4 separate regions of the Mus musculus genome follow, and regions 2, 3 and 4 are each linked to region 1. The links are chromatin contacts, called in public ChIA-PET, Hi-C and promoter capture Hi-C maps. All regions are on one chromosome and are shown on one strand. Each heading gives the region's core, a stretch centred on a gene start, on an enhancer-like site or on the middle of the called end of the contact. The rest is flanking DNA. Distances are from core to core; before and after follow the strand shown. Region 1 holds the start of Homer1 (homer scaffolding protein 1). Region 2 holds the start of Scamp1 (secretory carrier membrane protein 1). Region 3 holds the start of Dhfr (dihydrofolate reductase). Region 4 holds the start of Serinc5 (serine incorporator 5).

The links. A called contact is a pair of places that touch in the nucleus more often than the background predicts. ChIA-PET counts read pairs in DNA pulled down with a chosen protein or histone mark. Capture Hi-C pulls out chosen DNA fragments and counts their contacts.
Region 2: a contact with region 1 is called in an RNA polymerase II ChIA-PET map of memory CD8 T cells, with 9 read pairs. The contact joins the promoter of Scamp1 here to the promoter of Homer1 in region 1. A contact is called at or near these places in 1 of 39 promoter capture datasets (liver), 2 of 115 datasets of contacts at active chromatin or transcription factors (memory CD8 T cells and microglia) and 2 of 9 other capture datasets (adipose tissue and liver).
Region 3: a contact with region 1 is called in a Hi-C map of pre-B cells, with 4 times the contacts expected there. The contact joins the promoter of Dhfr here to the promoter of Homer1 in region 1. A contact is called at or near these places in 5 of 39 promoter capture datasets (the C10 cell line, hippocampal neurons, liver and 1 more), 5 of 484 Hi-C or Micro-C datasets (CD4 T cells, embryonic stem cells, muscle stem cells and 2 more), 2 of 115 datasets of contacts at active chromatin or transcription factors (memory CD8 T cells and thymic regulatory T cells) and 2 of 9 other capture datasets (liver and pancreatic islet).
Region 4: a contact with region 1 is called in a promoter capture Hi-C map of adipose tissue. The contact joins the promoter of Serinc5 here to the promoter of Homer1 in region 1. A contact is called at or near these places in 3 of 39 promoter capture datasets (hippocampal neurons, liver and pre-B cells), 2 of 484 Hi-C or Micro-C datasets (LSK cells and embryonic stem cells), 5 of 115 datasets of contacts at active chromatin or transcription factors (astrocytes, differentiating embryonic stem cells, memory CD8 T cells and 2 more) and 3 of 9 other capture datasets (adipose tissue, embryonic stem cells and liver).

Annotation. Positions count from the first base shown.
Region 1 is chr13:93,301,780-93,305,665 of GRCm38.p6, forward strand. It overlaps Homer1 (homer scaffolding protein 1), which reads left to right and starts at 1,978. Exons shown (of 10, transcript NM_147176.4): 1 at 1,978-3,523. The coding sequence starts at 3,519.
Region 2 is chr13:94,283,502-94,287,387 of GRCm38.p6, forward strand. Scamp1 (secretory carrier membrane protein 1) reads right to left here and starts at 1,780. Exons shown (of 9, transcript NM_029153.1): 1 at 1,719-1,780. The coding sequence starts at 1,775.
Region 3 is chr13:92,352,844-92,356,729 of GRCm38.p6, forward strand. Dhfr (dihydrofolate reductase) reads left to right here and starts at 1,940. Exons shown (of 6, transcript NM_010049.3): 1 at 1,940-2,501; 2 at 2,807-2,856. The coding sequence starts at 2,416. It overlaps Msh3 (mutS homolog 3), which reads right to left and starts at 2,160. Exons shown (of 24, transcript NM_010829.2): 1 at 1,920-2,160; 2 at 382-499. The coding sequence starts at 2,057. It also overlaps the pseudogene Gm19308.
Region 4 is chr13:92,609,419-92,613,304 of GRCm38.p6, forward strand. Serinc5 (serine incorporator 5) reads left to right here and starts at 1,720. Exons shown (of 12, transcript NM_172588.2): 1 at 1,720-1,869. The coding sequence starts at 1,843.

The sequences.
Region 1 (3,886 bases), core at 728-3,227:
CATCCACATAAGCCCTGAGTGGGGTTGGCTGTCCACCTGTAGCTCCTGCACTGGGAAGGCAGAGACTGGATGTGAGCCCTGAGTGGGGTGGCCATCCACCTCTATCTCCTGTACTAGGAAGCCAGAGACTGGATGCCCAGAGTAAGCTGGTCAGTTGGATTAGCCCTCCTGATAAGATGAGTTTGGTTGAGAGAGAGAGAGAGAGAGAGACCCTCCCTCCATCCATCAATAAGGTGGACAGCAATCAAGGAAGACTCCTCACGTTAAACCTGATTTCCATTCTATCGTGTACACATGTTCCAGCACATGCACACACACATGCATACACACATGTGGGAAAAAAAAGGAAAAAAAAAACTCCTCTCAGTCTTTTTAATATTTCAAATTTAAAGCAAGATCATAACTTTATAATGTTCAGGTAAATGATCAGGCAGTCTGATTAGTTATAAATTAGCCCTAACACTTTGCCAAACTCAAGCAAGAAAATGTCAATGGAAAAAAAAAGCAAAATTGTTGTTCCTTAATTAAAAAAATCATGTGTTAACATTAAAAACATGTATTAAAAACCACATATAGCAGGCAAGCAAGGGACATTCTTGTAACTGCATTGCTTAGGAGGGATTAGGGAAGAGAGCCCAGGTGTTCAAGATCTTAATCAAACAAGGCAAAACAAAACCCACCACTCCTGGCATGATCTATAGAATTTTAGCTGACTTTCTTTTGAACTGCATTGGCATTGATGTACTATTCTTCTAAGGACAATTTAATGATTTTGTAATAATATCATGTCCTGGATTTCTCGGGTCACTTCAGGTTTTGAATGAAGTGAGTTTCATGTTTCATGTCAAATGAGTTTAGTTTGTAAAATGTGGTCACTGACTCTTTGGAGTAACTGAAGTACTAATGGCCTTTAGCAGGGTGCAGCACTTCTATTTCTGAACCACAATTGTCAAGTTAAATGGAATAAAAGCAAAACTCATTCTGTGAGTCTAACCAATAAAAGGCCCTTAACAACACAGGGCCATTTTAAAACTTCATGACTTTAAAAACACAATTTCACATATGCAGCTATAAATTTATAGACGGCTAGTCATCCTTGCCACATTAAAAAAAATGAAAATATACTCGAGAGCTATTGTGCTTACAAGATTCAAAATAATCAGGAACCCAAACGTATGTTTGTGTTAATAAAGTAGGACTTTGTTTCCAGACTGTAATTCATATCCTTGGTAAGTCAGACCTAAGGTGATTCGTTGGCACTTGCGATGCTGTAGAAGGGTAATTATCTGAGGGAACTAAGTTTACTTTAATGAATTTGACTCATTATGCCTTGCAGAACCATGGCTATGCAGCGAACTGCAACATTTAGAACATTTGGAAATCTCATTCTGCTTTAATTACTATCCTTTGTAACAAGAGGTTTGCTCCTAACTCTACTCTTTTTTTTTTTTTTTTTTTTTTTTTTTAAGTTAAAACGCACGCCTTTAGGAGGGGAGAAAGCTTAAAAGTTGACTATGTTCAGAATGGTATTTAGGATTCCTAAAATTAACGGTGGTTTTCCCCGAGTCTACCAGCAGTGATCACTCTCCCTCCCACGATTCCCTGCAGGTTGGGATGTGAACAGCCCGGGGATGCTGCTGCAAACCCAGTGGGAGAGGGAGACAGGACTTTACCGGCGACACTTCGGCACTGTTGCTATGAGTGATTCATTCGCATATGGCACATTTGTGCCAAGGAAACCTCCTCCCGCCGCTTCCTTCTCCGAGCTCTCCTCAGACTGTCTCCGGCGCCTTGGCCTTTAAGGAGAAGCGAGAGAACCGGGAGCAGGTGGGCCCGGAGCAGCTCGCTCAGCCCGCCTCCCCCAGCTCTTTCCCTAATTTAGCAGTACTTCCGGCCGCGTGACATCATCCCCCGCACAAGCTGACGTGAGCGGAGGGTGACGTATGTGCGGAGAGGAGCGCGCTGACGTTGCTATTTAAAGGTCCTTCTGCGGGGAGGATGGAGACACAGCGCGAGCACCCGGCGTGCGGAGCGGACGAGGCCGTGGCGGCCCAGAGCCAGCGCAGGAGCCGAGCGCACTGCCCGTCCGCCGCCGGCCGCTAGGGGAGGGGAAGGAAAAAGGGACGGACCGACGGACCGGCCAGCTCATCCCCTCCGGTGTTGTTCCTCAGCGCCCCGGTCCGAGCCCGGGCCCCGCCTCCGCCGCGCCCCACCTCCTCCGCCGGCCTGCGGCGGCGGCAGCGCTCCGCCCCTCGAGCCGGGAGGGCCGCGCTCTCCGCCCCGCCCCGCCCCGCCCCGCCCCCTCTCCTGCTCCGCTGCCGTGCTCGTCTCACGCCGGCGGCGCGGACCGGGAAGCGGCGCCCTCGGCTGCGCTCGGTTCGGAGCCCGCTCCGTGGAGTCAGAGGCAGCGACGGGCGCCAGGCCGCCCGGGCCGACGGAGTCAGCCGCTGAGGGGAGTGTAAGGAGGCAGCGGCAGCCCCGGGAATGTGAGGCGGCGCGGAGCGGGAGAGACGAGCCGGGGTGGGGGCACGAGCCGCGGCTGCCGTGCCTCGGACGAGCCGCCAGCCTCTCGCCTCAGCGCGCGGCCGCCGGGAGCTTGGGGGCTGGGTGCAGGGGACCGCGCGGGGTTGGGTTCTCTGATTCATTCATTCTCCGCCGTCGGGAGCCCGAGGCCGCGGGTGCTGCGAGGAGAGGCGGGAAGAGGGGGCGGCCGCGAGCGGGGCTCCATTGTGCTCGGCGGGGGCCGGGAAGCCAAAGGAGGTGGGCTCGGGCCCCTGCGCTGCTCCCCGGCGGCTGCGCCCCCAGCTAGCTGCCAGCCTGGAAATGGCTCCGCTGCTGCTCCTCGGGAAAACGAATCGATCCTTCCCAGCCTTCTCTGCCTGCTCTCCACCTCCTCTCTGCTCCGAGTCTTAGGAGGACGAACATTCAAAGGACAGATTCCAATGTGGTGTGCCGTGCACATCGGGAGCGGCTGGGGTTTGCACTTCGAGATTTCTTCTATATAATTTTTTTTTTTAAACGTAAGGGAGGCAGTAGCATTGCTGCCTGTAGGATTTTTATTCAAGTGCACGTCGCGTTGGGTTGCACGCTCCACCCCCAGGGACCTGGTGTGGTGAAATTTGAACCCACCGCCTTAGCCCAAAAAGGCCGAGTAACCTGGCTGCCTGAGTGTCGTGGAAGACGTGAGCGAAATGACCAGCGAACTCATTTTTTATCAGACTTGCTGAAGCTGGCTTTTGCGTTTTTTCTACACGTACGCTTAATTTTGTGGAATAGTTAAGTGCTATATTCTCCGCGCAACCTTTTCAAATTCCAAATGTTTGAACATTTTGGTGTCAGCGCGAGTGAAATCATTTTACCGACAAGAACTAACTGAATTGTCTGCCTTGTTGAGTTGCCTCCGGAAAAGATCTCGGGGGTGGAAAAGCAACTGCAAAATAACAGACGGAGAAAATTCCTTGGAAGTTATTTCTGTAGCATAAGAGCAGAAACTTCAGAGCAAGTTTTCATTGGGCAAAATGGGGTAAGGATTTTGTGCTTATCACAGCTTTAAATCTGCTTATGCTTGTGTGGAGTTGAACGGTGGTGGTGACCATATTTTTAAATCCGATCCCTTGCAAAACGGGTACTACTTTAAATTAGAGATTTTATTTGCATTATTGTAGAGCGACACCAGAGGTCCTAATTAGAATGTGTAATGTTTGTAACTCAGTTATAGTTTTATTAATTATATATATATAAAGACAGTGCACTAGTCTACCCTGTACCTCTTAATTGATCAAACTGCTATATAGGTTACTAAAATTTTGCCATCTTAGGTTTGGTTGACGGTGTTGTTCAAAGAGAAGAGCTGCATTCTTCCAGTACTTTGTAGAAATAATCAGCT
Region 2 (3,886 bases), core at 530-3,029, 980 kb after region 1:
TCCATGATTAATACTTAAAACCTATATGTGTTTAGAATTATCACAGCAACCTTATGCCCAGCAGAAACGGGAGGTGTCATGGTAAGATCACATATTACAAAATATCAATTTGTGATAAGAAGCTAGGATCTTGCCCTAACAAGAGACTAATATGAAAGGAACTGTGAACTGGATGTCCAGATATAAAACCAACAGCCTTGTGGTTAGATGCTTAAAAACAGCATCACTGAATTATCTAAGTTAGGAGAGACTAATGGGCTCTTAATGTTTCATCTCTAATTATTTTTAAATGACACTCACTTGACAAATTATGAAATGTTTCTTTTGGATATCCATAATATCAGAATAATCCAATTTTCACTACATGGAAGTGAGTCCAATAGTAAATGAAACAAAAACTTCAGGGGGTTGAGGGAGCATGGACCGCCCTTTAAAGTGTACCTGAGCCTTTTATCTGCAATTACAGAGTTTGGCAGGCTGAGGTAGAAGGAAAGAAAGTTCCAAAGCCAGGTACACTACCTAGTGAGACCCTGTCTCAAAACAACAATGAAAACCAAAACAAAAAAGCAAATGAATAGATCGGGAGGACCAGGTGTTGAAAGTTACAGTCAACTCAACCATAACAGCTTTCTCTGTAGTTTTGCAAAATGAGTCCAGCTGTCAGGTATAAGGGGGATAACTTCATTAAAAGAATCCTTCATGAAGACATGAGGTTAAAACCATCAGAACAGGGGTGCCTTTTGCTTCAATATTGCAGGTAAGCCACAAAAGGACTAAAAAGAGGTAAACCCAACAGGCCAGAAGCAGCACTTGGGTGCCCACAAATTAGTTCCTACTTCACCTTTGAGACTACAAATTAAAGTTTGAGCTGCACACAGTCAGAGCAATTAAGAAAGAACTAACCAAGCCAACAGTTGGAAGAAATTGCCTTGCTATGCCTCACAGTCTTTAAGAAAACCAAAGTACTTTTCAAGGCAAAGTTCTCGGACGCGGCATTAAATTTTAGAGCAGATGCCTAACATTTAAATGGCCTGCCTAGGCATTTATTTCTATGCCAAGCCCTTCTGAGGCTTGGGATCCGATCAGGTCCACTCCATGAAGGAAAGAGCTCACTCACGTGAGGAACGGAATCCTCAAACAGCTCGGATCCCCGGTGACGCACTCCCAGCTTGGAAAATGGCCCAGGGTCCACCTCCCTAACAGCAGCTAGGTGGGGAGATGCCCGTGTGCACTATTGTTTCCAGATGTTTATTTATTTTTAACTTCTGTTTGATGCCCGTTCCCCTAAACTGGGCCCGGTGGGGAAGGGGGCCTCTGGCAGCGCCACTGGTGGCTCTGGGAGCAACCGAGTTTTGATAATAAAAAACACCCCTTTATCCTTTTATCGCAGCGTCCGTGTATCCGCGCCTCTCTCCCGCACACCTTGGCCGTCACCGGCACGCAGCGCCGGTGCCAGGTCCCCATGACAACCCCAGCCCGGGCGCCCCGGCCTCCCGGCCCCCGCCCCGCGGCCCGCCGTGCCGACCGGACTAGTGGCGGCCACACATGCCCCGCTCCGCTCCGGACCCGGCTCCCGGTCCGGCCGGTCCGCGGCCCGGTGCGAGCCTCCTGGCTGGTGGCGCGGCCAGTGGTGACGCTGCGTCCCGAGACCCTCCCGACAGGGCCTCCACGGCCACCGCGACGCCCAACGCGGGCCAGGGCCGCGGCCGGGCGCTCACCTTGAACGGGTTGTTGAGATCCGGATCCGCAAACGGGTTGCTGTCAAAATCCGACATTGCCCCGGCACTGCGCGTCACCCACCCGAGCCCGGCGCCGAGACACAGACGAGGCGAGGCCGCCGCCCCCCTGCGCGCTCACGTCGCCGCCGCCGCCGCACAGATCCGGGTGCAGCTCGCGGGCCACCGAGCCGGCCGTGCCACTGAGCATGCCCGGTGCGGCGGAGGCCCGCGGCGCCCAGCCATCCGGCCGTCCCTTCCCGCCTGGATCTGCGCTCCGGGCTCTGCCTCCGACCGAAGGGCGAGCGCAGGCGGAGGGCAGGTTCCAAGCCCCGGGCCGTGGACCCACCTAGTGCGGCTTGGGGAAGGGGTGGTGGCCTGTGTAGGGGAGGACGGTGCGCGCAGGTCCCACGTGGCAGGTGGGGGAGACAAGACTTGGAGAGCGAGTAGCTGAGGTGCGAAAACATCCGCCGCAGACACCAAAGATTCCAGACCCCAGAGAGGATAGGAACCCTAAAGCAACTTAAAACATCGCTGCCCGACACACCCCAACCTGGGAAACCCAGCCGGTCCTCCGATCCCAGGTTACTGCGAAGTCACGGAAAGCGGCTTCGCGCTGAGGATCCGGAGTTGCTCCAAGAAAAGGCAACATTCACTGCGGGGAGGGGGGGGGGGCAGCCTCTGTCTCCCATCCTCCCTCCCCACTCATAAATAATGGGGGGTGGGGGCACGTGGGACGGCCGAGTAGGTGGCAGAGTCTATCGACCCAGACCCTCAAGTTACTGATAATGGAAGAGAAATTGTTGACGTTTATTTTCAGGCATTTGGATGCAGAATACACACCTCCTAATATTTGCCTTTTTTCTTCCAAGTGCCGGGAATGATTATTGAAAACTACAGTAAATGACATATCAGTCATTGCACCACCCGGAACTTGTTGAGAGGACATGGCTTTCTCAACTCTATCCTTCCTTCCACTTTTAACAGAAGGGCACTTGGGTGAACCCAGAATTATTTTTATTTGGCAGGGACCTAAGAACTGGAAAAACCCAGATTTAATTATCCATAGCTTTTTGAGGGCCTTGCGCTAGGCAAAGTCACCTAGGCAATAATAACTTTCCCCAATGTGAAAGCGCACCCACCCACCCACGCACAACGTGCTGTAGTCTGGTAGAATCCAGGTTGGGATGACAAAGCAGCTGCTTCTAAGGCAGCCAACTAATTAGGAAGTAGGCATCCAACAGTGATCACCACAAGGTGGAAAGAATCTAAGATTGGGGGCTCTGCTCCCAGATCCTCGGCAGCTGCCTGTACCTGGTTCTGACTCAGGGTTCAGCACCTGTTGAAATCCAAGCTCAACTACAAAAGTTACTTTGTGCTCCTGTGCTAACCTCTCTGAGTGTTAGAGGCTAAAGAATAAGTATGAAAAACTGCGTAAAACGTGCCCCGCATGTCTTTAAATCCAGGTAAATATTGGCTGAACGTGTGCAAACAGCGAGGGTACCTACCCTGCCCCTTGTTCTGTGGGTTGTCTCATCTCTCCTGAACCTGACCTTATCCAGCTGATTCCCATTGTTTGGGCTCTCAATCCTTCCAAGGATCCCCCAGATGACTCAAGTATTCAGACTATTATACTTAACTTCTGTGTTCCAAGCCCATAGAGATCAGCTGAGCATGCAATGCCTGGTGGAAATTTCCAACTGTACTCTCTCTCGCTCTCTCTTTTTTTTTAAGCTAAAGATGCACTCACTGCTCCAACCCCACGGAGTTCCTGGGCAGACACCCAGGCCTGTGCGTCTCCTAGCCCCAAGAGTTTGCATTAGGGTTCCCAAATAGGGACCCTGCATCTTCATTTTTAAAAAGGTCTTTATATAAATGTTATTGTGTATAAATTCCTAAAACAGGTTCAAAACATAACTATGGGCTGTTATGATTTTGTTTCCTAGTACTGGCATTAAAATACCCTGGCAGAAAGCAATCCCAACAGAAAGGAGGTCTATTCGGCTCACATTTCAAGTTGTCTATTGTTTCAGTACATCAAGACAGGAACTTGGAGCAGCTATTAACTCAAATGTAAGGAATGATGGTGCCCACGAGGGTCTGGCTCTTCCTATATCAATTAACATAACCAAGCCAGTCCTGTGCAGCATGCCCATTGGCCAAACTACTCA
Region 3 (3,886 bases), core at 690-3,189, 950 kb before region 1:
GTGCACATACCACCCTTCCATCAGAGAACCTGAATTGCCAGCAACCACATCAGATGGCTGATAACCACCTGTGACTCCAGCTCTCAGAGGATTACATGCCTCGTGCCTATGCAGGCATCTACACTCACAACACACACACACACACACACTCGCAAAACACACATACACACTTTTTAAAAAATACAGCAATAGTGAACAAAAGAGAAAGTTGGAAGAACTACTAAGAGAACTGAGCTCCTCTGTGGGCCTAGCCTCTCAACCAGCAGCTGAGGAGCAGCAGGGCTCCTTCCCTACACAGGAAAACAAAGCTCAGCACTCCCATGATCCCCTCTGCCTTCTGGGGAAGCCAGCAGCTGAGAATACTTAGTCTCTGGCACTCACCAGGGTGGTGAGCTGCTACTGAGATGTTTTCTTCCTCCTTCTCTGGAACTTTCCTTGCTTTTTTCTTAGTGGGCCCACCATTTCCCAGTGACCTCTTCCTGCTGTCACCTTCTGTCACCTGTATCGGGAAGGTTGGAAATGGTGTATTAACACTATTCTAAAGCTTGAAGTCTCTGGAGTTATTTAACCTTGCTGCAGAATGATAGTAAGTTCCTGCCTGCCACTCTACTTTTTACTCTGAAAAGGCTGTTGGGGGTGACTGTTTTTGCCATCAGAGACAGAAACTGGCAGGAACAGTCTCTCATTACCTCACATTCTACTAAAATTATGTGGAATTCTCTACTTTCCTACTCATATGTTAAATAAAATACTTCTACAAGATCAATTTTAAAAAATCTATTTTCAAAATGCAAAATTATAGAAGGAAGAGGAGTAATAAACGACCAATGTATTTCCTGTTTCAAAGCTTCCATTCACTATTAAAAGATGTCCTGAGACTATCTGTTGGCAGATAATCTATGAAAAACTTAAAACTTTTGCCTAATATCCTCTCAGTGGTGAGTGCAAAATGAATCTTAGTGAATGTACAGAAATAAAAAAAAAGCCTTAAAAAGAGAGAGTAGAGCATTAGTCAGTATTGGAAAGAAATATAAATGAAATGGGTTAAGATTCTTAAACTGATTTGCAACTGCAGTAAAATACAGGAGATGCCCGTTACAATCACCTTCTACATCTTCAGTCTGGGAAATGACCGAGGCCTTAACTCACCCTGAACAAGTGTGACACATTGCCAGCTAGTGTGGGAAACATCCTTGGGCCTGTGTTTGTGGCAGTATCACGATGGGGTTTTGGTTTTGTTTCTCTTTGCTTTGCTTTGAACTATCTGATGGGCTGCAAGCAACAGGAAGTAGCCAACTATAAGCATGTACAGAAACTTCATCCATCTAAATGCTTACACTGGAAATCTGTACAGTAAAACGATATTCTGGCACGGGGATCAGAAAGACAGAGCACATGGTTTTGAATTCTGAGAAACTAGCCTTAATGACAGCTTTCTTCTAGTCAGCCAAGCAAGCATATGTAAATAAAGCTCCTCTTCAACCATCAATACAGTAGGGAAAATGTAAAGGAAAGAATGAAGAACAGAGGTTAAAAAACGCATCCTGGGCCGGCCGGCCAGTCCTCGCCATTCACCACGATAGAAGTTTCTGGCTCGGGTTCCGGCTACCGACTGGAAGCACCAAGACCTCAAATCTATTACCGCTGGTCGGGTAAAAAAGTCAACTAAAACAAGGACCAGAAGAAGCCGCCACCTTAAGCCTTCCCTGGCCCCGCCCCTTAGCCCTACCCACCATTAATAAGCTCTCCATAAGGCCTCCGCTTCCGGCCACGACGGCTACGCACCCGCCCCACCCTGACCCCGCCCCTAGCGGTCCGGCCCCACCCCGCCCTCTAGCTCCGCCCCGTCCCAGACAGAACCCGCCCGGGACGGCCTTCGCCTAGGTGGACGCTAGGGGCGCCGCGGAGCCGTACTTTACCTTCTCTGCTGGCTCCGTGGAGGACGCGCTGGATCTTAGGCTTCCCGCAGACCTGAAGAACCGGCTTAGAACCGTTTGCCTCCCCGGGCCTGGGCCGGCGGCAGTAGAGCCTCCCGACGCGGATTTCCCGCGGGGCATTGCAGTGTGCAGAAGAGCCGGCCTGCTAGGAGCGCGAGCGCGCGGCCGCACTTTCTCGCGCCTGCGCGCGCGCACGCCTCAACCTGTGCGGGACCGGCCTTGGGGGCGGAGCCTTAGCTACACAAATAGAATGCGCGGCGGGCCTTGGTGGGGGCGGGGCCTTAGCTGCACAAATAGGATGCGCGGCGGGCCTTGGTAGGGGCGGAGCCTTAGCTGCACAAATAGGATGCGCGGCGGGCCTTGGTGGGGGCGGGGCCTAAGCTGCGCAAGTGGTACACAGCTCAGGGCTGCGATTTCGCGCCAAACTTGACGGCAATCCTAGCGTGAAGGCTGGTAGGATTTTATCCCCGCTGCCATCATGGTTCGACCATTGAACTGCATCGTCGCCGTGTCCCAAAATATGGGGATTGGCAAGAACGGAGACCTACCCTGGCCTCCGCTCAGGTATTGGCCGGGCTGGGCTCGGGAAACTGAGGCGGTTCACTGAGTAGGGTCATGCACTTGGCTTGGACGCGCGGGACGGGCGTGAGCGGTAGGCCTACCGGCCTCAGCCAGAGACCAAGCTACCGGTTCCCGCGGTGATCCCCCTGCTGTGCCAGCCTTTGCTCACAGGCTCCCTGGCCGGGAGCAAAGTCCTGTCCTTGAGCGGGCAGCAACACCACCCCCCACACCCACACCGGACTTGCACCTTTCGTCGCTGAATGGAGCCTGAGCATACATGACGGGTTAACTGTTTCTCTAACTTTCAGGAACGAGTTCAAGTACTTCCAAAGAATGACCACAACCTCTTCAGTGGAAGGTAATGTAGAGTAATTAAGTCATGAGAATTATGTTTGCTTGAAGCAAGATTTACATGGTAGAGGTATGAGTAGAAAGTCTCCCCTGGGAATCTGGGATCTCTGTTTCTTGCTAGAAATTTTTGTGCGATTCCCAGATTTTATTAAACATCCTCTTAGAATACTCTATGTTTGAAATTTTGTTAGCAAGTGCATATAGCTCGAATATAACTGGGCAGAATCGGCAGCAAAATTTAGCACTTTGAATAGAGACCTGAGCCGGTATTTAGAATTGTTACTGAAAGACAGAAGACTTGAGTAAATGGAGAAAAATGCAGGGGAGAAGAGGCTAAAAATAATTTAAATCTGTTGGCTTTAGGAAGACACGGTGGGATGAAGGCTGTGGTCTTCAGTGAGGCAGTCTGGGTGACTGACTTTAAAAGAATGGGGAGTGGTGTGCAATAATTATAAGGCAGTTTCCCATTACTTGTGATTGTAAGGACATTCGCTGTAATTCTTCCTAACAGACATGTTTGCTTATTGCTTATCATTGTAGGAGAGGAGGGCAGAGCTGATGGGAAAAAGAAGTCAGCAGTGTAGATGTTGAACATTAGTAGAGAACATAGTAGGTCACTGTGTAGACAGGTTGACAAATGCCATCTTGGGGGCGTGGCACAAAACATGCACACAAGCCACCTATTCATGTTCTCTACTGAGTAGCCTGGCGTTGGGATTAATGAGTCTGATGGCCAGCTGTGCTGCTCTTTCTACGATGACTCCTCAGTTCTTAGAGGGCACACTGTGAGCAATCTCAGCACAGCAAGATTTGTTACACATCAGCTGCACCTCCAGCTCCTTGCCATTGTGGACCAGAAAGTTCTAGAGCCGCTAGGCAGCATGTGCTTGGCTTTCTTGTTGTTCCTGTAACCAATGTTGGTCATCAGGATCTGGCCCTTGAATCTTCTCTGTACCCCGCTGTCAGTGCCTCTGGGTTTCCAGTTTCCCTTAATTTTCACGTATCAGTCTGACTGGTGTCTGATGAACTTCTTGGTC
Region 4 (3,886 bases), core at 470-2,969, 690 kb before region 1:
TCAAAGAGGCCATGTTATCCAGCCTGTTCTTAGGGAAGCTAAGAATTTGCAACTTCCTGACTCTGGAAGTTAAGGCTTTTGCTAACTTTTTTTTTTTGGGGGGGGGTATCTTAGTGTACATTTGACATGTCCACAAACTATTTATTATTTTTGGCATGTTGGGGAAGGAACTCATGCATGCTGGGAAGTTCTGTACAAAGGAGTTCCACGCCCTATCTCTCCAGGTCTTTAAGAGGCATGCTCTCTCTAGGATAGTGACATCAGTACTCAGAAACCCTCAAGCTAGTGCTTGCATAGGGCTGGCAAACAAACAAAAGCAAAACAGGAGTCCACTACGAGGTCTCTGATCCTAATCCAGTGACACTGGGACACTGGGTGAGGGGTCTCCTAAAAGAGTGGGTAAGTTCCAGCTCAAAGGTTTGGACAGTTTACCCCCCTCCCCCACCTCTTGGTCGGTTCCCACAAAGACAAACTCTTGGTGTCAGACCGGTTTCCCCAGGGGCTGAAGTTCTAAGTCTAGTGACCGCCCTGCAGCAAACAATGGAGCTCGCTGTGAAGCCCTGCGGAGGTCCTGGCTCTGAGTTACAGGCTGCCACCCAGCAGGTTGCTCCTCCCACACCTTCTTATTTTTAGTTACAGCCACTGTCTTCATAACTTTTCTTAACCGCCAAGTAGGGCTCGGTTGTGTGTGTTACTCTAAACTCCTGGATCTAAGACGCCAGAAGATTCAGCGTTGGTAATAACTAAAGCACGGATTATCAAAAACAGTTTTTTTTAGTTTCTATCTCCTAAAGTTCCCAAGACACTATAGGCAAAGGCTCTGTCCAGGGAAGGTCAAGTCCTGGGTTTTGTGCCTGAGGATCAGACGCTAGGCTAGGATTGTCAGCTAGGCGTTTTCACTTCCCAAGGCTTTAGGCAAGCTATTCAAGTTACTTATCCGCTGTCACTTTCCTCACACGGGTACAGCAATGTTTATCTGAAATACTCTTCCAACCAAAAAGGCATTGGTGTAAAAATCATACTAACAGAAATGGTTTTACATTTGAAGTAACCGTGAGAAGAGATTCAGGTAGAGAGCAAAACTTGGCACTCCCTTGGCATCCAACAAGCAAATGTTGGAATCCTCCTTTCAACGTGGGTCAGCTGAGAGGCAACTAGGACCCCAACCTAGGTTCCCAGATCGACTCTCGGTCAGAGTTCCGCGGGAACAGCAGGTGGAACAGCTAGGCGCCTGGGGAGACCTGGCATCTGAGGGGGTGCGGGAACAGAGGGGTTTCCCGAACGTGGATCTGGTAGATGCCTGAGGAGTAAGGCGATCGCAGTCCCATACCAGTGGCGCCCTCGTGGAGGGACCAGCGCAGGGCATTCGGGAGGGAGTCTTCCTCTAGGGCTACGGTTTTAACTACCAAAGGCAAGCGGATCTAGTTTACTGGATCCGGGGCGGAGGAGCGCCGCGAAACCCGGCGGGTCAGTAAAACCCGAGAGCTTGTAAAGACTGCATTCCCTTGGTCTAACTCCGGCGGAAGTGCCAGAGAGGAAGAAGCCCACTGTGCTGCCCGGAAAGGGGCGGGGCCATAGCCATCCGCCGGGCCGCTCAAGGGGCGGGGCCTAGGATATGGGGCGGAACCTACACTCGGGGCGGTCTTAGGGCGGAGCCTGTGGGGCGGGGCTTGGCGGCGGTTGTTTTCGGGCCAGGGTACGGGGCTCTCAGCTGGGCTGCTGGGCTCGGGGATAGGAAGCAAGACGAGCTTCTTCAGTCGCGCGCTCGCGGACCAAGCCGAGAGGGCCCGAGTGACGGGCCCAGCGGGCAGCGTCCCCGAGGCGAGGTCGTCGGCCGCGGTGATGTCTGCCCGGTGCTGTGCTGGCCAGGTGAGCGAGGCGGGCTGCCGCGCGGGTTATCAGAATCGCGGACACCGACGCGAGCCAAGCTCGAGTTCTGGAAACCCTGTGGGCGGGAAGGGACGCGGGGAAGCCCGAGAGGCAACCCCAGCGACCTCGGTGTTCGGCCTCCGGGATTCCGGGCTGGCAGGGCGAGCGGGTCTGGAGCTGAGGATCCCATCGGTTCCCAGGACGTGTCACCTCCGGTCGAAGCCTCGAGTAGTGGCTCTGAGTTCCGTAGCTCTCCTGCCACTGCACTGCCTGTGGGATAAATCCAGGAAAAACGTGGGGTTGGACAAGATCTCTGTTTCTGTACTCCGAGCACAACTGGTCAGTCCGAGCAGGGCGGCCGCGTTTGGCATCTCCAGGTCTAGAACATGGGGCTCTGTATTCACGAGAACGTCTGGATATCCGATTTGCAAACTCCCGGACACAAGTCTAGGCACAGGGAAGGCTCAGCCCTGCTTTATGGGTTTACCGACCGGACCCTACCCAACCCTGACTGGGCACGAGCCTTCGCTCCCTTCTTTGCAACTCATCTTGCTGGAACCTGTTTTGTAATCTTGCCAGTTAAATTCACGATATCCAAGCCATAGGAGGCTCCTAACTGGAGAGAATTATTAGGTTTTAGCCCTTTAATGCTAATTTCCCTTTTTTTTCCTGCAGGGTTAGAAAAACAACAGCGAACTAGGTAAAGCCATCTGGATGTCTTTCTCCCATGTTGTCTTTTTGTTAGGTTTTAAGGGGTTATAAAAAACAAAAACAAAACCTCGAATCTGATCGCGGTGGGTGGGCATTCAGGTGCAGGACTGGTCTTGTTTACTTTGAACGTCAGGACAATGGGAGCCAGCTGTACGTGCTGTAGGGGGTTAAGCTGTGTCTCTGGACCCATCAGGTTTAGTGGCCTATAGTAGTCCTGTCCTCTTAGAGGTGGCCCTGTATGTCAAGCTGGCATTTTTCAGAAATGAGGAAAGTGGGGCTTTTTGGTTTGAGTAAAATGATGCCCGTCCCCTCAATGTCTGGAAAGGAAGGACGAAGGAATATGACCCATTCAGGCTTTTTAGACCAAGAGGGGCAGAAAAGATTGTTTTCAGAAAATTGCAAATATTCATTCTCTCTCTCTCTCTCTCTCTCTCTCTCTCTCTCTCTCTCTTTGCTGGTGCTGTAAGTTCTAGGCAAGTGCTCTTTGAGCAGCACCTCCAAGTCCATTTTTCTGGTTGTTTTGTGATACTCTTCAATTTGATGCAACCCTTTTCATTGTATAGTAAGTAATTGCATGTATTTGGGGCCATCAGCCCTTCTCTCTTGGAAGCCCCGTGAAGATCTTTCCTGACAGGTGCTTGACTTCAGGTTCTGAGAATTTATTGTTAGTACTTAAGTGAGTTTTAAAAAATATTGGTATGAGTGATATTTTGCCAGGATGTATGACTTGTTTCTAAAATCCCCCTCTTAGGGCTTTGGAAAGAACCAAGTCCTGGCCATTCCCCACAGAATCATAACTTCTGTTTCTCAGGGCTGCTGAAGGTCTCACTGTGGTAGGTTTCAGTGCAGTGAGCAGCGCTCACACCATGGTTTTATATCGCTATGTGAGGGCGTGAGCTTTAGCTAAATGTTAGAATGCTTGTCTAGCATGCACTTAGCTGGATTCAGCCACTAGTACAAAATGAACCCCTCAAACCTCACACTGTCATCAGAAGCTGAGTCTCTCAGTTGTATCCATATATTGTTTTCCAAGCACCTGCTAAATGCTAGGAGGAGGATATATTGTAGGAAGCCAAACATCTCTGCTGGCAATGATCTGTGTGTGTACACAAGTGTAAGGACATCCCATAAGCGTGTAAACAACAATAGATCCAGTTCCAGGAGTCTCGGAACAAGGCTGGGTAGTAAAACAGCCTTGGGAAGGTTGGGTGAGACGCTTGTCTGAGAAAATGCCTCTAGAATGGAGATTTAATGGAGAGAGTACAGAGGCCAGACTTAGAGTAGGTGAGAGAACTTGCCGGGCCAG